Linked DNA regions of Mus musculus: regions 1, 2, 3, 4 and 6 are each linked to region 5. A link is a contact called in public promoter capture Hi-C data. All regions are on one chromosome and are shown on one strand. Each heading gives the region's core, a stretch centred on a gene start, on an enhancer-like site or on the middle of the called end of the contact. The rest is flanking DNA. Distances are from core to core; before and after follow the strand shown. Region 1 holds the start of Rbmx2 (RNA binding motif protein, X-linked 2). Region 2 holds the start of Mospd1 (motile sperm domain containing 1). Region 3 holds the start of Fam122b (family with sequence similarity 122, member B). Region 4 holds the start of Utp14a (UTP14A small subunit processome component). Region 5 holds the start of Mbnl3 (muscleblind like splicing factor 3). Region 6 holds the start of Aifm1 (apoptosis-inducing factor, mitochondrion-associated 1).

Region 1 (3,193 bases), core at 574-3,073, 2.5 Mb after region 5:
TATAAAGTGCTTAACACAATCCCTTCAAAAGGCAAACTGCGGGATTTTGGTTGTGACATAAAGAGAATACACGAAAGGTAATATTGTCCCCAGAGACTCAAGAGTTCCCCTTTTACAAAGGCTCTCAGTCTCTAATCTTGGTAAAATAATTCTAAAACAGACTAAAGGGCAAGCTTGAGGTCCATTGTGTTAGCATTTGAGGGAGAGCTGATAGGGAGGCAAGGTGTAAGATTCGCCAGCTACCGGGAGGAGGAGGGAGGAGGGAGCTACAGAAGGGTTGGCAGCCATGCCTTCAGAATTAGGAGGTGGAGCAAGCAGGAGTGCACAAAAATGGGGACAGAGCAGTAGCCGCAAAGGGACAGGAAAACATTTAGATGTGAGATGAGAAAGCCCAGCGTGTTAGGGGCAAGCAGGCTCAGGATTTCCGCCAGCACCCAGAGAACAGAAAGAAAGGGAGAGGTGGGGCTCAGCGAGGCCTCAGAGCAGCAGGTAGACTTAGGGCGGACATCAGCACCACCTGCACTGGGGATCATTTCCCTCCCGTGTCCCTAGCGTGTCTGGCGGTGACTGAGCTTTCCTGACAGGTGTCTACTGGCCAGATGACTTAAAGCTCTGTTGGATTATGTCTGAAGGAAGGGGCACACTAGTATGTAACATGTAGGTTTCCTGAAAATGTCCTGGTATCTACCCAGGGCCAGGGGTGTACTCCAGACTCTATTCTTTTCATCAGAAGTAGCTTTCCCTGATCCTGTCACATTTTCAGGTGGCCTTTCAAATGTTCAGCCGGAGTAAAGCTAATTTTGAATCAAGCCTTAATGTCTTCAAATCCAGCTAATGTCTGACCAGGTACATCACGGTACAGCTAAGGACTAGGAGCAGAAGCCCAGGAGAGGAGAAAAATCATTGTGAGGAAGGGCAGACACACACACGATCGGTATGTGACCGTGACGAAGAGCACAAGCCCCACAGTTTTGAAGTGCTGCAGCATGTGACCTTAAGCAAGTCCAGTAACCTGTCTGCGCCTCCGTTTCTTTGACATCGTGATAGGTTGACTGTGGAATGAACTGTCTCTGAGCAGCCAAGTAGCAAGGTTTTGAATAGAATGAAAGGCAAATACCAATTCTAAGAAGCGCTGAAGGCAACTGAAAAGTGGACCTGTGAGCAGAGGAGCTTCCAGAGTGTGAGGTGATGAGCTTGTTCAGAAGCGATGACCAGGGGCACTAAATAACCGGGGGAGGGGGCATAGGGAGGAGAGGGGAAGGGGTGGAGAGAGGAGAGGAGAGGGATGAGGAGGGGAGGGGAGGGGAGAGGGATGGAGAGGGATGGGGAGGGGAGGGGAAGGGACGGGGCGGACTCTGAAAGGCACTGCTGGAGAAAAATGGGGACCTCACCAACAAAGATCCAGGCGCTGTGCTTGTATTCCGAGTGCCAAGACACCTTTTCCGCCACTCCAAGTTGAACCTCTCGCTCATTCAGTTCATTGATCAGCTTCACCTTAGTCAGAGGGCTGCGCGGGTGGCAGGCAAGCCGGTAAGTGCGATAAGTACTTTTCCTCCCAGCCCGCCCTCTCCCTACCGAGCTTCTCCCGCCCGGAGGCCCGGAGGGCGAGGACCGGTCCCCGCCCTTTCTGGGCGGCCATCCTCAAGCCACTCTCCCTTCCGCGGAGAACACTCCCGCCCCTATCCGCAGAGAAACAGAATCCTTACTTCATATTCGCATCTTCGCGCGGCTCGCTTCAGACGACAACAGCTTCCGGGTGAGGCTCCAAAGCGCTCCCGCGACCCGAACACCCAGCTCAGATTGGAGCACGGGGCCCGCGAGGCGGAACTTCCGCCGGAAGTTCCGGCCCGCTAAGCCCTGGCGCCTGCGCAGTAAGGTGAAGGTGCTTTCTCAGGCATTCGCTCCTGTGGAGGGACAGTTCCCAAGTCAGTCCCCGCCCCCTTTTTGATGGAGAGCGATGGGGGGACCCTGTGTTCCTCTGCCAGTCGGAATTAAATGCCCACGTATAAACAAGCAGGCAAAAATTAGCATTGTCAAACTAGTACCTATCAACTAAAGAGTTAGAGAACTTAAAGGTTGTGAATGAGAGACAATTTATGCACGTTATCTCTGTTAGATCTCAAACCCCAGGCTAAGGCTCACACCATTGGCTCCTCCCAGCACTCCTCACCCTGCCCCTACCCTAAACCTCTGCCTCCCAGGGGGCGGCTCACTTTCTGCCATTTGCATTTTTCATTCAATCTCTTGTTTGTTTCCTTGTGTAGCCTTAGCTGTCTTGGAACTCGCTCTGTAGACCAGGCTGACCGCCCAACAACCCCATGAAATACAGTTACCATCCCCATTTTACAGAGGAAAAAAACTGAGCTTCAAAAAAATTAGCTTGAAGGTCTAGAGAGGTGGCTCAGTGGTTAAGACCATTTGCTGATTTTTTTCCAGAGAACCTGCACCCAAAACAGGTGGCTCACAACTCCAACTTCAGAAGATCCTCCTCTGGCCTCTGTGGGCACTTGCACTCACATAATTTCTGTCTTCTTCAGATAGAAATTCAGTTTTTCCAGCATATTTCTTAAGTAGGTTATTTTTTTCCCAATATATGTTTTTGCTTCCTTTGTCAAAAATTAAATAGGAATAGCTTTGGCATTTTATTCTGGATTCTCTTATTCTATTTCATTGATATTAATGTCTACTTTTATAGCAATACCAGGCTGTCCTTATGACTATAGGTCTATAGTAAAATTTGAGGTCAGGTCCTATAATGCTATCAGCATTGTTCTTATTCCTTGGGATTTCTTTTCTACCTATTGTCTTTTGTAGTTCCATATCAATTCTTGTGTTATTTTTCTAAACCTGTGAAATACATCAGAATTTTGAAAGGTGTTGCATGAAATCTGCAAATTAATTTTGGAAGTATACCCATTTTCACAATATTTATTCTACCAATTCAGAAGCATGGAACTCTCTTTTTCCCCCTGAGACGTGGTCTCACTATAGAGCTTGTGACTCTCCTGGCATTCACTTTGTAGAGCGGGCTGGCCTGAAATTCACAGAGATCCACCTGTCTCTGCCTCCCAAATGTTGTGGTTAGAGGCAGTATGGAACTCTTAAGGTAAGAGACAACATGTAATATTCTCTTTTGAGGCTGATCAGAATATTACGTCTCCATCATTAGGGCCAGAGGTAGAACTCAGAATCC
Region 2 (3,669 bases), core at 817-3,316, 2.2 Mb before region 5:
CTTGGAGTCCTTTCTGGGCCTACTTAGGATTTCTGATGCAATAGAGGCAAAGTATCACATATAATTAAATTGCATACTGTCTTAGTCAGGGTCTCTATTCCTGCACAAACATCATGACCAAAAAGCAAGTTGGGTTGGGGAGGAAAGAGTTTATTCAATTTACACTTCCATGCTGCTGTTCATCACCAAAGGAAGTCAGGACTGGAACTCAAGCAGGTCAGGAAGCAGGAGCTGATGCAGAGGCCATGGAGGGATGTTCCTTACTAGCTTGTCTGTCTACAAGAGATGACTATTTCATAGTTATCATTCCCCATTACTTTGAGTCTTCATTAGGATCATCTTCATAGATCCCAGGAAGTTACCACTGCTCTTGATTTCCACATTTCCCCCTTGATCACTAATTGAGAAAATGCTTTACAGTTGTATGTCATGGAGGCATTTCCTCAACTGAAGCTCCTTCCTCTGTGATAACTCCAGCTGTGTCAAGTTGACACAAAACTAGCCAGTACATATACGAATGTATTGTAGAAGGGGCACGATGCTGGAAGCAATGGCCTCTTCTGAGGGAATAGGACATGGTTACCTATATCAGGAAGAATTGCAAAACAGAATTAGCAGTGTTCTTTGCTAGTAGAATAGGGGTCAACAGTTTTTATGAAAGCGTCTGGTGGATTTAGTGGTACATGCCTGTAATCCCAGCATGATAGGAGGATCACTGCAAGTTAGAACCATCTTGGCCTCCATAACGTGTGTCAGACCAGCTAGCGCTATAGTCAGGCCACGTTTCAGACAAACAAATAAGACATGTCGTTCTTATGGAAGATTCTGAAAGGTTAGTTGGGAAAGTGACATTTCCCCTGGATCCTGAAAGATAGGTGTTCAAAAGACAGATAAGAGCATTGCACAAAGTCTGTGAGTAAAGGTCTCAGAGCCTAGGGCCCAAGTGATATCTACTGTTATAGACCCATTGATTAAGAGTAATGAGGAAGGTTTTGGGTCTTATACTTGTGCAGAGGGTACCCTTGGACCGTATTGTTCCTTTTTGAACATAATTAAGTTTGAATTTTGAAGTGTTTTCCATTTCATTTACTTTTCTTTTTTGAGACAGGGTTTCTCTATCCTGGCTGTCTTGTGTCCAGCACACTGGGTCTTGCTAGGTAGGCCAGGCTGCTGAGATATGAAGTCCTTGGGGTCTTTGGGACTTTGCCCCTTTGGTGCTTGACTTAACAGTTGTCCATTGTTCCTAGCCGAAAAGTCTTTTCTCTCTCATTTGTTGTTTGCTTGGTGTTGAGATGGGGTCTCATATATAAGCAGGCTGGCCTCAGTCTCAAAGATCTACTGCTTCCCCTTCTAAGTGCTAGGATTAAAGCCCTGTAGCAGCATACCTGCCTGAAAGACTCTAAGAATAGAGTACAGACCTGAGAATAGAGATTTCCCCTTTAAAAGTCAATTGTTATTTTGTAACTCAAATTTGTCTTAACTCAGGATCCTCCTGCCTCAGCCTTTGAATACTGGGATTATAGTCTTGTTCTACCATGCCAGGCTTGAAAAGCTTTAAGTAGAACAGCAGGGTCACCTATACCTTAGACTGAGCCAACTGGATTGCTGTCTGGGCAATAGTTTAGACAAAGTAACAGTAGAAAGAATGAATCCAAATAGGAAGCTACTGTAGCAGCATGAACAAATCCTGAACAGTCTGCTTTGCGCCGATGATAGAGTGGAGAAAGAGAGCTAGTGCTTAATACAGAGTCTCAGAGGAAGAGTCACAAGCCTTGGGTATTCATTGTATGGAATGCATTCTGAGTTGGGGAGAGGAGTGAATGAGGCAGACGTCAAAGGTCACCACCAAATGAGTGCAAAGAGATTGCACTCAGAGAAAGCCTCTAATCCTCTGGGGGCGGGTGAGGGGGGCGGAGGAAAAGGAGGGGCGGCCAGAGGACAAAGGAAGTAGTTTGAAGCATAGAGAAGGAAGAAACCCCAGAAGCCAGGTGGCAACACAGAAGCCCCGCCCCCGGCTAGACCCCGCCCCGGGCCCGCCTTTCCTTCCTCTTCTCACCCACCCCCCAGTTGCGACTCATCCTCCTGGGCGGGGAGAGGTGGCAGTCGAGTCCTCCCATATCCCAGCAGGCAGTGCAGTCTGGAGACTCTGACAAAGGAGCAGGGAGCAGTCGCAGCTGCTTTCCGAGGAGCCAGTGTTGCTGAGGTGAGAGTCCCTCAATGTCCCGTCACCCACTTTCTCTGACTTGCGGGGAAGACATGGAACTTACATGGCTGAGACCTCCCCCTCCGGTGTAGACAATGCCAGTACCCGTAGCCAGAGCTTGGCTCTGTGACTGACAGCAGGGCTGTTCAGTGCCGGGCTAAGGTGGGTGGCGGGGACCGGGCAGCGGGTCCACCGTTCTTGGACTGTTGGTGGCCCTTCTGCAGGGTCTCCAGGGCCAGCAGAGTTGTGTAGCTACCCCTGCCTAGACGAAGGCAGCCTCCGAAACCTCCCGCTGCCTGCCCGACAAGAGTTCAGTTGCCTTGGGGATGCAGCTCTAGGGACAACTCTTTGGCGGACATTGCCTGGAGGGCTGTGGGAGGGAAGTCAGTCGACTACCTAGTTTGGGATGACCCTGTCCTCGCCCTTCCTGCAGTTCAGCCGTTCCCCCCCGCGAGCAACTGGACGGAAACGGGGCGGGGGGCGACCGGAGCCAGGCGTCCCAGGATGGCTTTGCCTGAAGGGGCATGAAGGAAAGTAGAGAGACTGGGAGGGAGGGTGGTTGGTGGTCGAAGCAAGTATCTTCTTGGAATTACATAGGGGAGAAAGGAGGTAAGTGGCCTGTATCCTTACCCCTCCCTGGACCTCTGCACAGATCCTGATGGTTGCACCAGCTGCTCAGCTGTAAACAGGCTCACATGACCAGTTTCACATGGAGCCGGGTAGTGTGGAGATAGGGCTGTAAAGGCTGGGCCCCAAGCAGGTGGGGCTGGTCTTAGGCAGGAAGGTTTTAGCCCCTCCCTAGACCTCAGCCCTTAATCTTCTGCTGTTTCCCTCTGGGGAAAGTAACTGACATTTGTCTTTCTCTCACTGAAGTAGCATTGCTGTGCTAGTAGAATGGAAGGAAAGTTCACTTGGGAAAGCCACAGGGCAAGTAAGAAGTGCAAAGGGTCCTAGTATTTTGTCCTTTAAGGACATTTTAAGAGAAAGTAACCCTGAAAAAAAGTTCAAGTTCCTAAATTTTGCCTAAAAGGCAGTCCTGTTCTATTGGAACACTTTTTGTTTTTAATGTGAATTCCAGACAGGAGAAAGTCTACTCTTTTCGGGAAAGGCACACATGGGATTTAATACATTCTTAGTGACGAAAATCTTGTCCACACTTCCTGTAAGTATTAGGAAAGCTCTTTGTGTATAAAATACTACAGTCAGGAAATTGAGTAAGGAGTAGACAGCCAGCTTTTCAATTACACGTATATTTCATATATTTGGTATAGATCGGTGGTAAGTTTGGAGAACAGGAAACATGGCCAAATGTGTCTTTAAAATTTTTCAGTCCGTATTCTCAAACAGGATGTGAGATTAAACTGGTTTTTGAGGGATATGTAGAACTCACAGTGCAATAGAGGTTTCCTGCCGTGCCAGGACACTTGAAATTTTCGAATTTTTCAAATTTAAAGGGGGTTTTGGTA
Region 3 (3,274 bases), core at 531-3,030, 2.1 Mb before region 5:
GTGTTAGAGAGTTCATCTTTCTTTGTTTGTGTTGTTTTATTTAAGAAAGTTTCAGATTTTTTTTCTATGTAACTCAAGCAGACCTGAACTCACAATCCTCCCACCTTAGCCCCTACTACTGAGATGTTTTTAATGCAGCTGGAAAACAGAAGGACATGGTTGTTGTGAGGGGCTTTGTGAATCTTTACTAGTTCAGAGTTTTGCACAACCATGAGTCATTTCTTTGGTTAAATAAACTCCGATAAATTTAATTTGCCTAATGTCTTTAAATTTTAAATTTTCAATCAGCTCAATTAAAGAGTAAACACGATTAAATAACTTTTACCAAGAAAATAATAGAGAATCTATCCAAAACTTCTTTGTACATCTTCGCAATATGGCCAGCAAGATGGATCGTGAGGATAAGGGAGTTTCCTGACAAGCCTGACAACTTGAGTTTAACCCTTGGGACCTACATGGTGAAGTAGATTGGCTTCCTCCAGTTGTTTATTTAGCTTCAGATGTGGGCCATACCATCCATATACACAAAACAAACAAATAAATACACAAATTCACATTTTATAATCAGAAAGCATAAATGTTGAGGTGTAAAATGACAATTGTATAGGTTAACTTTATTATGGAGCAACCAAATTGAAGAGAAAATTATTTTTGCTAGATAGAAAAAAAAAGTAGTGTGTGTGTGTGTGTGTGTGTGTGTGTGTGTGTGCACGCACGCTAAAATAGAACATTGGACCCATTTGAGCTGAAATTCAGTGTGGTTGTGAGCCACCAGACGTGGATGGTTGAAACTGAACTCCTGTTTTTTACAAGAGCAGCAAATGCTCTTAACCACTTATAGGCGCTTAAGCACTGCTTGAGATGGATGCTGAGAACTCAGCTCAGGTCTTCTGGAAGAGCAACAAGAGCTCTCAAACATTCTCTAGCCATCTCTCTAGCCCTGTTTTGCTAATTTTCAAACCAATTTCGTAACTATTATATTTCCCATACTTTGTAATTTTGGGTGATTGAAAAGTATCTAGGAAGAGATATTTGTGTGGTTAAGATGAGATGATTTAATATTTTTTCAGTTGTTATAATACTTCCTTGCATGTAGTAAGTGCCATGAATGTTTTTAAAATTAATTTCAGCTGTCACATGCATCATATTATGATTGCTAGAATCTCCATAAGCCTTGGAAAGAAAACAAATCTTTTATTTTTGTCTAATGGAGCTGAGGAATTTAGTAAAGGGGGGGGGGGGCTGAAGAGATGATGGCTCAGAGGTTAACGGTGCTTGCTGCTGCTACAGGAGACTCGAGTTCTAATCCCAGAACCCATGTTGAGCAGTTCACAACGGCCTTCAACTGCCGCTCCAGGAGATCCAATGACCTCTCTGACCTCCATGGGAATGCACGCATGCACGCACGCGCATATTCCCACACAAAGACTTTCACATAAAAAAATATTTAAAGTGCCTGTGGATCACAAAGGTCAGAATACAAATTTGTAGTGAAATAACGTGAAAATCGCTTTCACTTGAATATTAGTCCAAACTACTAAAAACTGAGGCTTCAGTCTCCAAACTATTGGCTCTTTTCGAAATACGGCGCCAGGGTTCCCGGACCAATGCCACGCAGGAAGATTTTGGGCCCCCCTGGAAACGCCCCGCCCCTTTGAAGGCGGGTTGCGGAGAGAGGCTATTACGCCTGCGCCTTGGCCCCAGGATCATTGGAGCAGCCGTAAGGCGCATGCGCAGTGCCCAATGGGCGACAAGATGCGGAAGAGCTGGCCCCTCGGAGGCTCCCATTTCTGAAGCGTGGGAGGCAAAAGAGGCGGCAGGTTATAGAAATCAATTTGAGCTCCAGAGGGTCCCGCGGGTCATTAGAGCCAATAAGAGATAGAAGCAGCGCCGCGGTGGTGCAGAGGGCCGATCCCTTTTCTGAGTCGTGCAGGCGGGCAGGGACCAGGGAGTGAAAAGCGCCATCCCTGCGCTGAGGGGCCCCGGGGACCGGGGCCCAGAGCATGGCGGACTGGACAGAGACCCTGAGCATGTGGAGGTGGGGCAGCCGAGGCCGCCTGGCCAGCTGTCAAGTCCTCATTGCTAGCGCTGCAAAGGCAGCCTCTGTAAATGTAGCCGAGCCGCGCTTGCGGTCCTAGGCGGGAAAAATGACAGCTTGAGTTCTGCCACTGCCTAGTTTCCTCCCCTTTCTTCTCCTGTGCTTCCACATTCTCCCTCCTCCTCTTTTCCCATCCCTGTGCCCCTTCACCCTGACCTTTTTCCTCCTTTCCCACTTCTATGCTCTTTCATTAGTGCTATGCCCTGCATTTCCATCTATCCTTTATCAACCCCTGTGCCTCTTTTTCTTTCTCCCACCTTTGTCTTTCCTCCATCCCCTTTTTCATCCTGTCACCCTCCCAACACCAGCTCTATATCCTCCTCCGCCCGCCCTCCACATCCTTCCTCATCTGCATCCTCCTCTCCTACTTTTCTCCGCCCTCGCTCCCAAGCCTCCGCCCATTAGCCCCCGCCCCCAGCTGCCAGTCCCCAGCAGCTCAGTCCTGCAGTGAGTCCATAGCAAAGCACCAGGAGCCGAGAGCACTGCCGGCTGTGTTGCCTAGCAAGTATCCGAATGGCTCAGGAGAAAATGGATCTGGATTTTGAGGCTGACACATCTGAGGGGGCCACCCTGAGACGGTCCAACAGTGCTCCCCTGATCCATGTGCTCAGGTGAGCTGGACTGGGGAGGACGGAGTGTGGGGATCAGAGGTTTGTCCCTGGGCAAGAAGTCTTCCTTCCCGAAAGTGCCAGTTCGAGTTCATCTAGACTCCAAACTGAGGGGTTGAGGTCTTATTTTCTTAATAGTGACTTGGTTTCCTAGATGGAGGGAAAGTTTGACCTCACACTCTGGCCATGTCTGAGAAAGGGACCCTCCCTGTACCTGGGGGGGCCTTGCTGTGCAGTTCTAAAAGAGAATGTACGTAGTAGAAACCTGGCTCAGCTGACAGGTTGCTTGCCCTGGCTTATTTCCATCAGGGCAAATCAGGCTGAATCCCCTGAATTAGGCTTGTAACTTGACGCCTGTCTCTAAGAGGTGCTGTTTCTAAGCTGAGTTTAGGAACCCTGGCATTAACAGAGGTTTGCTTTAAGAAATCACAGTTTATCTAATAACTTGGGATTCCATGGTGTGGTCGTATCCTGTTAAGTGATTTGGATTTGTTACAGTGTTTATAGTTTTTGAAGCTGCCTGAAATGCGTTATAATGGAAAAAAAAGGAGAGAGAGAGAAGGTTTCT
Region 4 (3,343 bases), core at 639-3,138, 2.9 Mb after region 5:
CAGGAGAAAACTCCCACTACCCTTTTTGAGACAGGGTCTCACTATGTAACCCTGGTTAGTCTGGAACTTGCCTTTTAGACCAGGCTGGCCTCAAAATCATAGAGAGCTACCAGGCTCTGCTTCCCATGTGTTGGTATTAAAATAGTTCACAGAGAAAGAGGAAAAACAATGTAAGTAGTTTTGTCAGGGGAATAGGTTTAAAATTCAGATAGCATCAGATCAAGTTCCAGGATAGCCAGAGCTGTATAACCCTGCCTTGAAAACCAGAAAAAAAAAAAAAAAAAAAAGATAGCATATGTTAGAGTTTTAGTAACCTTCTTTACACGCACACATTTTTATTCCCCTTTCCTCTCCAGGAGTGTTTTGTTCACCCTAATTTTGAATCCGTTCAACAGCTGTCACCTACCTCATCTTCACTGGCACTCAAGGGGTAGTTGCTTGTCAAATCCATTAGATCATCCTGCTGGCTCAAAGCCAGAAGGCTGTTTTAAAAAGGCAACACAGAAACATTAGCACATGAAATAACTCTTCTTTTAAACCAGCAGTTCTCAACCTGTGGGTCAAAACCCACAGGGGTGTGTGTGTGTGTGGGGGGGGCAAAAGGTCCATTCCCATGGGTCATGTGTCAGATATCCCGCATTTCAGACATTATTCATGTTACAATTCATAACAGTAGCAAAAGTGCAGTTATGAAGAAGCAAGGAAAGTAATTTTATGGTTTATGTTTTGGGAGGTGGTCATGAACCCCAGAACATGAGGAACTGTAGTAAAGGGTTGAGCAGCACTAGGAAGGTGGAGAACTATTGATCTAAACAAATATCTGTTTGCTCAGTTCTGAGTATTCTTATCTGAGAAGAGGTGCAAAAAAACAAAACAGAAGGTAATTAGTTAAAGTGTTTTTAGAAGGGGGTCAGGCATCACTTCCAAGATGACAATATCGGCATGGGAAAGACAACACTGGTTAGTGGCTGACCCTGCACTTCTGTTACTTACTATGCTTCAATTTCCCACTGACGCTACTGCTGTCTTTTGAGGCAAAGGCAGTTTCCTATTAACTATTTAAACGTGTATTTTATTTTATTTTTTGAGACAAGAGTTGTTCGGTGTAACCTTAGCTGTCCTGGAACTCGCTTTGTAGACCAGCCTGACCTCACACTTGGAGATTGGCTTGCTTTTACCTCCCAAGTGCTGAGATTAAAGGCGTGTGCCGCCACCAACTGGGAAACCTTTTAAACATTCGAAAACATTCTATTAATGCTTCTATGGATCTCCCACCGGTCAGGTGCCTTGATTAAGTGCAACTTATTAAAAATGTAATCTTGATAATTTGTTCGCATAACTGAGGACGTAGGGTAATGGTTGAAACCAACTGTATAAATGGGTGTTTAAGGTGATTAGAATTTAGGAAAAACCTACTATTACTTAACAGTGGATCTCGGTATTTACTAAGCAAACATTACCAAAGCGACTACATTTAGATTTTTCTAACGTTGAGGGGTAACATGAAATACCTGTTAGGTCTGGCACAACTTGGCACTCTCACAGACGGCGCATGTTGCGCGTGGCAGAGGCAGAAAATGCGCACGTGACAAATAAAGGGAAATCAATAGTAACTTTGCCAAGAGTCGGACGACCATCAGACCTAACAGCGATGCAACTTAAGAGCCGAGAAACTGAGGAGCAAAGCCAATTTAAATTAAGGGACTTTAGGATTCCTAGCCGATACATTAACTACTGGCAGGGTTTGGGGAGGCGAATCTCTAACAAACAGCAGTTCGGCTTCCACTTCCCTAAATACAGGAAATTCAGCCCTCAAAAATACCCGGGAATCTCCTTTCCCTTTTACGTCTTACCCCTTCGTAGCTTTGATAGAGTTCATCGCTGTCGCCGGTAACTCACATGGGTCAGGAACGGAAACCAAAGAGAGAGCAAGCTCCTTGCCTGCCGCAAAGCAAATTTTGCTTCCGCTAATCACGCGCGACAACGCGCGTCATTTCCGCCCAGGGGGAGGCTTGCAAAGTATTGTAGGCGCTCCAGGATTGGTCGATGGAAAAGCCGGCTGCCTGCCAGTTGGTCCGCACTGCCGGTGGGTGGGACTTGCCGGTCCCCATTCTTCTGAGAGGTTTTTATTTAGGTTGGCGGTATTGGTTCCCTGGCATTCGGTTTTCTTGCGGTCCGAGATTAGTGTGGTGAGGGCGAGGGTGCTGCGCTGTCAGGGACGGAGCTAAAACCAAAACCAATCAAACCAAAACAAAGCCTCCAGGGCCAGGCCCCGTTGGACTCTGTCGCACAGCTCTGGACTGGCCAGCCCCAGACTGTGTTGGACTCCTGCCAGATCAAGGGGACGGGAACGTAGCAAGTTTCTATCCATCTGAAGAGAAATTCTTTTTGAGCCGGTGTACCTGTGATTACAGCTCATTGTCCCCTTTTCCTATACAAGAAAATGTCACTCGAGAATGTGTTATGAGGCAGAAAGATCTCTTCTTGCTCCATCCGGTGCAACATAGTAGGACCCATACACACATGCACGCACACACAATCTTATTTTATCCGGTCCATAGCTCACTAGTAAACTGCTTGCAGCACAGGCATGAGGCTGCAGTTTCTCAACTCTTGCTTTTTTTTTTTTTTTTTTTTTTTTCTTGTTTGAGACAGGCTAGCCTTAAATTGGTGATCCTCTTGCTTTAGCACCCGACCTGCTGAGATTACATGCTTTTGTGGTACCACGTCTGGCATAATTTGTAAATAATAAACCTATCTATGTGTGTGAGTGCATTTGCGTGTGCGTGCGCGTGTGTGTGTGCGCGCGCGTGTGTACGCATGCCATTGCACACGCGGAAATCAGGACAACCTGTAGGAATTCCTTTCACCATCTGGCTGCAGGGGATTAAATTTAGGTTGTCAGGGTTGGGGGGAGGGTGTCAAATGCTTTTGACCAGCCTGAGACTTCTTGCATAAAAACATTATTGCCATTTCTTTTAGGTCATTTCCATTTTGTTTTCTCCAACGGTTGCACTGAAATTTCTTATGGTAATCGGCAATGCTCTAAAATTCTTAAATAAAATAATACTTTCTAGTCTTTGTGGTCCCAGAATTGAATATGGGATTTGATAGTTGTTTTTGTTTTTCATTATTCATTCAGTAAAATTTTTTTAATCATTGACTATGTGCCAGGTTTTTAGGAGTTATTGATACATTGTTGAACAAAGCAGATATTTTCTATGGTTTCATAGACACAATTTTCCAGTGGGCTTAAGGACAATTTTTTAAAAATTATTTATTTTTACTTTACATCCTGCTCACTGCTCCCCTCCCAGTCAATTTTAAATGTTGCTAAAACTCT
Region 5 (3,388 bases), core at 766-3,265:
CAGGAATGACAATTTTGAATCAAACAGTAACCTTTGAAGATCCTTCAGGGTAATGATGCCGAGAAGATCCCAAATGCAAATGAGGAGCAGATGGAAGTGTTATGAGACTTGAATGTACAAACATTTATGGTAAGAGACCTTCTAGAGTATTGTGAGGACACGGCCCTATTTTTCTTTGGCGATGTTCCTCTAACCATGTCTGAGAAGAGCCAAAGAGACTATTGACTGGCTAGAATTTGTTTATAAGGTTACTCTTCTCTCCAGAAAACAGTAAAATCTCCTTTGCAGTTTTCACTGGCCAGCCCTTTCAAGCAAGAGACAATGTTGAAACCATGCTGTCCCCTAGATGGGTAACATTCCTTGAAGTGTACCGCACATTCCTAAGGAAATAATTGTTCTAGCAACTCCACAACAGTGAAAGTGGGCCTGTCTGTGTGGGTGGTTATTAGGAAAACCTGTGGGTCCCGCAGGAGTCTTGGATTGCAGTGGTGGACAGAGGTGAGGGACCCGTGTTGCCCAAGTTTAGTATAAAGACTCCTTTTGTTGAGTCACTGACATGACAGCTCCTCATTTGTTGGGTCACTGGGCATAAAGTTATACTGCCTTGCCTGTCTTCCAGTCTCTCGAAGTAACCAACACCTCTTTAGTTTGGTGGTGGCTCGTGGACTGGCAAAACCACTTCCTATATGCCAGACAAGTTTGACTTTTTTTTTTTTACAGTAGTGCAGGGACTTTGGCAAGTATGAAAGAAGGCGTGGGAGAAGTAGTTAGGAGTTCATGAGGTAACCAGGAAGTCCTTATTTTGACTTGTTAGGATCCTGGCCATAACTCTCAAGTGTTTGACATGATCCCTGTACATTGTCCTGGTGACTTTCCCAGTTCTTGCCAAATGCCATTGCAGATTTTAATGATGTGAGGGGCAGTTTGTGCCCAGTCTTCTAACCATTGCTGTCGTACTCTGATTATTTTGCATTTAACACACAGAGATTGATTTCTTGCCTAAAATGAGCTGAATTCTATTTGGATCAGTTGGGCAGAATTAAAAAGTATAATTAGCCCGAGAATTCACTTCACTCCACAACCTAACTGCCACTTAAATATGCCCTGCAATGCTTCTGCACTTTGTGCGGAGCTTATAGAGCTGAGTTCTAGACTGAAGCAGTTGATTGCATGCAGGAAAGCAGCCATGAATTGCTACGAGATCCTCGTTGACGATCCTGCATGTGTGTGTGTTATCATCTACAATTGTCCTCATAAAATTAAATAAAAGCACGCATTTATTATTGTGGGGCTCCAATTAAGAGACAGCTGGTGCTCTTATTACGCTCGCATTAAATTGAAACTTGTAATTTAGATGTCCAGATGCACACTTTAAAACCCAAGTATAAAACCGCCTTTGCTTTGTCCATTTTCCATTCAGAAGTATCTGGAACCCTACCTCAGGGCTCCTCCTACCCGGTAAACTCCCTTGCAGTAGGGGAAGCATTTCCTCTGATCAACAGTTCTCTTCTCTCAAGTTTTTGGAGCGAAATAAAAGATCTGGCGTTTTATGGAAGGGAGGAGACCCCGGAAGGCAAACGGTAAGTATTTCACCCTCCACGAGTTGAAATACGTATTGATCAAAGTCATTTTGGAATTTTTCTAGTACACCTCACCTGTCTCGGGAGTGTCTAGAAACCTATAGCTTCGCATTACAATTGCCTGTCTAGTTGGCACTGTAGTCACTGAAGCTCTAGAAACTTTAGAGCCGGCTCGCGCTCCCGACCCGGGTGGCGTGTGCATGCTTCCCGCCGGCTTTGCTTCTGAACATCCTGAACGTTATGATTTGCCCCCATCCCCCCTCCCACACACATACTTAATAACGCAATGACAAAAGCCACTCTCGGCGAGGGCTTGTGCAAGCTGGGGGCTTGGGGGTGGGGTGGGGGGAGGCGCCACACCCCCTGAGAATAAAGCCCACGCCAGCAGTCTCGGGAAAAGCAAGCGCGAAGGTACGACTCTCACAAAGACGAGATTTCACGACGCAAGTGCGTCCTACAGGAAGAAAGTGCCCCCAGTCGGAGCGCGAGCAGGAGCGCGACTTTTTGGCGCTCTTTGCGAGCGAGCCGCAAGGAGGCGGAAGACGGTCCCGGGCCGGGGCGCGGGAATCGGGGCAGCGAGCGCCGCACGGGGGAGTTCCTGCGCGTGGCGTCCTCGCAGCGAGACGCCGCTGGAGTCGCTCACTCGGAGAGGTGAGGCTGGACGGTGGCGGGGGCGGTGGCCGTGGCAGTGGCGGCGAGGGGCGACGGCTAGGCGGGGTGAGTGGCGCTACCTGGCCAGGCGGGGCGGGGCCGGTCCGGGGCGGCTGAGGGCGGCGATTGCCGGCGACTCCAGGAGTTTGGCGTGAGTTGCCTTGCGGGCGCCTAAAATCCGAATTGTCTCTCCCGAATGGCCGAGCGCTAAAGTGAGAGCCAGCGGGGTCAGCCCGGGGGAGCGCGGGGGGGAGGGATGCGGGACTTTTGTGTGTGTGTTGTGGGGGTGCACGGTGGAGGGGTGCCGGGGAGAACTTAGGGCACGCCTTTAACTAGGGGCCCCAGTTTGGGGGAGATGAGGTGGGGGTGGGATGAGGGCCGGTTGCCACAGCAACCACGAGCCTCGGCGGCAGGAGCCCCGTGCCTGCCCCGGCCGGCCCTCCCGCTTGCCCGCTCGCCGGCCCGCCCGCCCGCGCGCGCCGCGGCGGCTTGGGGAGCTGGGGCGCTCGGAGGTGTGCTCCGAGTGGACTGAACCAAGCGGTGGCGACCGCGGGGGGTGGGGAGGGCGTGCTCCCGGGCCCCTCCCCTAGCAAGCCGGCCGAGTTGGGGGGACTCCCCCATTACCGAGGGCACCCCACAAACTAGGGTCTCCTTAGGCCTGAGGCAAAAGCGTGGGGGCCTGGGGACGGGGGTGGGGTGGGGGCGGAGGTGGATGGCACCTCTGGGCTCGTGGTCTTGGTCCCCGGAGTTCGCAGCGCGTGTTGCTGGACTTGACACCGTACACCCCGCTGCCGCTGACTCGGGGCCCGGTAGCACGTCCCAGCCCTGAAGTTCTGGAGGTGGGGCGAGCTTTAATTTGCCTATATCTAAGGATTTCAGGAACCTCGCTTTAAAATGGCGGCATCCACTATACACCCCTGCTAAAGGCTCGCCCGGCACCGGGGCCACCTAGCGCAGCGCAGCGCTGCTTTTTTTTTTTTTTTTTTTTTTTGCTTCTCCCGCTAACAGATGGCATGTGCGGCTGTTGCTGCCTCTGCCCCTACTGCTGCCACTGAGAACAGGGGCCCCTTAGCCTCTGGGTTTGAGCTAGCGACGGAAGGTAAGGCTGCGGATGAGTTTGGGTTTAGGAAACTGGCTGCCTTGCTAGGACACCGATG
Region 6 (3,563 bases), core at 423-2,922, 2.7 Mb after region 5:
ATACAGCAAGTCTTCTGTTATTGTTTCCTGAAAATAGACTGAACTTTATTTCTGATTTTTTTTTAAACTTTGGATAGGGGCTGTGTGCTGCTTCAAACTGAAAAGAGGACCTTGGAATGTTTAGCAAACATCTTGCCTCTGAGCTATACTCCCAGCCTTTCAGTGTTTTGAAGCAGTCTATGTTGCTCAGGTTGGTCTCTAATTCCTAATTTAGTTCCATGCGCTGAGAAACTGTAGGTTTTCATCCTTGTTTGTTTGTTTGTTTGTTTTGGTTTGTTTTTCGAGAGGGTTTCTCTGTGTAGCCCTGGCTGTCCTGGAACTCACTTTGTAGACTAGGCTGGCCTCGAACTCAGAATTCCACCTGCCTCTGCCTCCCGAGTGCTGGGACTAAAGGTATTGTCACCATGCCCGGCTTATAGCTTTTCATCCTTAAGTCCAACTGTCTCCAGGTCAGTTGAAGCCAACTGGGTGACTTGTCCAAGTAGCAGAGGCAGGATTAAACCTAGGTCCTTATGGAGGAGAAATATGTTTATGGAGGTCAATATGTTTAAACCCTAAAAATATTACTTTTGGCCTCAATGCATTTACCCTCTGAAATACTATTCTTTCTCTTCCACTAGTGACTCTGTCCCAAACTCCTTCCTTGCAGTGGCTCTGTGATAGGTATCATCTAAATGACAATAGATCCCATTACAGTGATCACTTTCCATGTTTTTATATCCACAGAAGCCTCTATATAGTACTGTTCCATAATAAGGGACAGGGCATCTTCACCAGGAAGCCTTGGCAGGCTTGATATGAACAAGGCTGGCCTCAAATTTCCTTGCTGTCCGTCTGTCTCTGTCTCTGCCTCTGTGTCTGGGAGTTCAGGTGTTAGGCCACTACACACAGTTTCCATAAATACTTAATCTGCAATTCAAAACTCCCACAGGAGAGCAAAATATCTACTTTCTCTCAGTTCTCACTCTGTATCTCCCACAACTTTCTAAGTCCTGCTTAGAATTTCTTTCACAGAAAATTTGTCAGGCACAAACTTTTTTGTCAGCTTTCTCTTCTCAAGCACGAAAGCCATAATAGCGCGAGACTATCCACAACACTTGATACATATGACAGTGATAACGGAGATATAACACGTGAAGTACACGTCCCACTCCATCCCGCCTCCCCCCCACCTCCGAAAAAAAAAAAAGAAACCAAAAACAAACAAACGAACAAACCGGGCTGCTCAAGAAATGGCCAGTTAGTTTTAAAACATGGATGGAATTTATTCAGGATTCAGGAAGTCGGGTGTAATGACTAAGACTGGGGGAAAGACTAGAATTGGATCACAGAAAGAGATTCAGAAAGGCTTAAATGCCGGCTAGCTAGTTGCCTAAAACGCACAAAAAAAAAAAAACAAAAAACAAAAAACAAACCAGAAAGTAAAGTTCTCAGGTCAGTTTTGGTGACCGTTTTGCTAGCAGTCCCCATTACCTACACAGCGGCTGCCCCACCCGCTGCCTCCGGGCAGGAGTGTCCCTTGTCCAGGTTTCTTAAGCGGCTCAACCTACTACAGGGCCGCTAACTCTGGGAAACTTGCAAATGCGGAGGCGGGGCCCGGGGCTTTGCAGCGCGCGTGCCGCCGGACGCATGCGCCGACCTCCTCGCTGTGGGACCAATTGCAGTGCGGTGCTGAGTCTTACGCCTGCGCAGTGGGTCTCCAGCCTCAGTGCCTTTCCCCCTGGCTCTAGTGGGCCGGTTCCTCTATCCAATGTCCACTCGGGGCTGGGAGGAGGAGCCTGCGTAGTGTGCGTGTGACGGGAGGGGGAGCGGACCCGAGCCCGTGGTATTCGACCCGTTCGACGGTGCGTGGAAGGAAAAGGAAGGAGCGGGAGCTTCCGAGGAGTGATCGCCGAAATGTTCCGGTGTGGAGGCCTGGCGGGTGCTTTCAAGCAGAAACTGGTGCCCTTGGTGCGGACGGTGTACGTCCAGAGGCCGAAACAGAGGAACCGGCTTCCAGGTGACTAGCTGACCTGTCCCAGGCAACCCCTTATCCTACTTCAAAGTCCAATGGCCTAGGTGCCATGGGCTCCCCATCCCTCGCAGAGCTCCCCTGTCCTTCAAAAAAAAAGAACTTTCTTTCACAGTCTCAAGAATCTCCAAATTGGCGGGATATAAACCCAAGAGTTTCCAAGCTGAGGAATAGGCATACTTATGCCGGCCTGACCTTCAAGAGATTTGAACCCCAGAAATCAGCATGAGGCCTTCTTCTGGGAGGCTTTGCGATTTGGGGATAACAGAACGCTTGGCTATAACAGACCATATTGCCCATCCTCTGCCACCTTGCCTTTTTTAAAGCATTGAGGTCAGATGGATGTTGTCATTTAGTGGTTGGGACACAGTCACAAGTTTCTCCTGGAACTCAGATTATCTGCTTTACCTCCCAAAACTCCACGTGAGAGCTGTACATTTGATTGTCCTACGACGTGGCAATGGTGTATCACCAGTAGAAACTGTATGTCAGATATCAAGAGAATTAGCTCAGATTGCCTTGAGATGGCCAGATAGTTGAATTCCTGGTGGTGGGCTTACACGCTTCAATGAACGTTTTTCGATCCCCCTCTATTTGTTCTCTGGGAAGTTGTCTCATCAAACTTTAGAGCTGGAAGGAATTTTGTGGTCAACACCAACCCATTCATTTTATGGATAATAAATTGAGGAACAAAGAGGTGAAATTACTTGCAGAAGGTCACATAATTAGTAGGTAGAGCTAAAGCTACTCTGCTAGTCTCTAGGCCCCTGATCCTATTGCTACACGCCAATCCTACTTCCTAAAGTTTGACCTGAAACAGTTAAGAATGAATTCGCTTCTCTTTCCACTAATTAGCCCATTGTGCTTCTGATATCCATGGGTTTATCTGAGCATGGTTTGAGTCATCATCTTTTCTACCTATACAGATTTGTGGGAATGAATGCCCCCCCTCCACAATCTCCAAGGTGTATTTTTAAATCAACATTTTAAAAAATCATCATCCTAGTGTAATTACATTTATAATATCAAATGTTACCCTGGAGTCTTTTTTGAAGTTCAGATGCCTTTTCTGTAGTTTAGGAATAAGAAGTGGAAATACTTTTTGATTGTTAGGACCTTTGCAAATGTGTTTGGATAGTTTGTCCACTTCGTACATGTCAAGAAAAAATTCTTAATGGGTGTTATCTGCTGGGTATGGTGACATATGACTTTAATCCTAGGACTCTGGAGGCAGAGGCAGCAGATCTCAGAGAATTCAAGGCCATCCTAGTGTACATAGGAATCTCTAAGTCAGTCACGGCTATATAGTTGCCCATCTCAAAAAAGTCAATGTTATCCCAGTTACCTCTTGGAACTTAAGAATTTCTGTTTTAGAAAAAAAGCCACCTCTAGTTTTCCTAAAAACCCAGTGAATATAATTCTAATTTGTGTGAGTTCTGTACTTGGAAGCACTGGTGCTCTATGTAAATTGTGGAGAAATATTTAAAAATTTAGACAACCCAAAGATACTACCCTTTCTAATATTGTGCACTTATTTTGCTAAATACATAGC

The links. Promoter capture Hi-C pulls out the DNA fragments that hold promoters and counts their contacts.
Region 1: a promoter capture Hi-C map of erythroid cells shows a contact between it and region 5, with 29 times the contacts expected there. The contact joins the promoter of Rbmx2 here to the promoter of Mbnl3 in region 5. A contact is called at or near these places in 2 of 39 promoter capture datasets (erythroid cells and pre-B cells).
Region 2: a promoter capture Hi-C map of pre-B cells shows a contact between it and region 5. The contact joins the promoter of Mospd1 here to the promoter of Mbnl3 in region 5. A contact is called at or near these places in 2 of 39 promoter capture datasets (erythroid cells and pre-B cells).
Region 3: a promoter capture Hi-C map of erythroid cells shows a contact between it and region 5, with 65 times the contacts expected there. The contact joins the promoter of Fam122b here to the promoter of Mbnl3 in region 5.
Region 4: a promoter capture Hi-C map of erythroid cells shows a contact between it and region 5, with 37 times the contacts expected there. The contact joins the promoter of Utp14a here to the promoter of Mbnl3 in region 5.
Region 6: a contact with region 5 is called in a promoter capture Hi-C map of erythroid cells, with 31 times the contacts expected there. The contact joins the promoter of Aifm1 here to the promoter of Mbnl3 in region 5. A contact is called at or near these places in 2 of 39 promoter capture datasets (embryonic stem cells and erythroid cells) and 1 of 9 other capture datasets (pancreatic islet).

What each region holds. Positions count from the first base shown.
Region 1 is chrX:48,693,634-48,696,826 of GRCm38.p6, reverse strand. It overlaps Rbmx2 (RNA binding motif protein, X-linked 2), which reads right to left and starts at 1,823. Exons shown (of 6, transcript NM_173376.3): 1 at 1,707-1,823; 2 at 1,392-1,507. The coding sequence starts at 1,711.
Region 2 is chrX:53,368,956-53,372,624 of GRCm38.p6, reverse strand. It overlaps Mospd1 (motile sperm domain containing 1), which reads left to right and starts at 2,066. Exons shown (of 6, transcript NM_001290514.1): 1 at 2,066-2,203.
Region 3 is chrX:53,268,311-53,271,584 of GRCm38.p6, reverse strand. Fam122b (family with sequence similarity 122, member B) reads left to right here and starts at 1,780. Exons shown (of 9, transcript NM_001166365.2): 1 at 1,780-2,709. The coding sequence starts at 2,612.
Region 4 is chrX:48,255,479-48,258,821 of GRCm38.p6, reverse strand. Utp14a (UTP14A small subunit processome component) reads right to left here and starts at 1,888. Exons shown (of 15, transcript NM_028276.1): 1 at 1,854-1,888; 2 at 407-482. The coding sequence starts at 1,879. It overlaps Gm39511 (a long non-coding RNA gene), which reads left to right and starts at 2,030. Exons shown (of 3, transcript XR_882302.1): 1 at 2,030-2,086.
Region 5 is chrX:51,204,617-51,208,004 of GRCm38.p6, reverse strand. It overlaps Mbnl3 (muscleblind like splicing factor 3), which reads left to right and starts at 2,015. Exons shown (of 8, transcript NM_134163.5): 1 at 2,015-2,231.
Region 6 is chrX:48,511,672-48,515,234 of GRCm38.p6, reverse strand. Aifm1 (apoptosis-inducing factor, mitochondrion-associated 1) reads left to right here and starts at 1,672. Exons shown (of 16, transcript NM_012019.3): 1 at 1,672-1,999. The coding sequence starts at 1,897. It also overlaps a transcript of Rab33a not described here.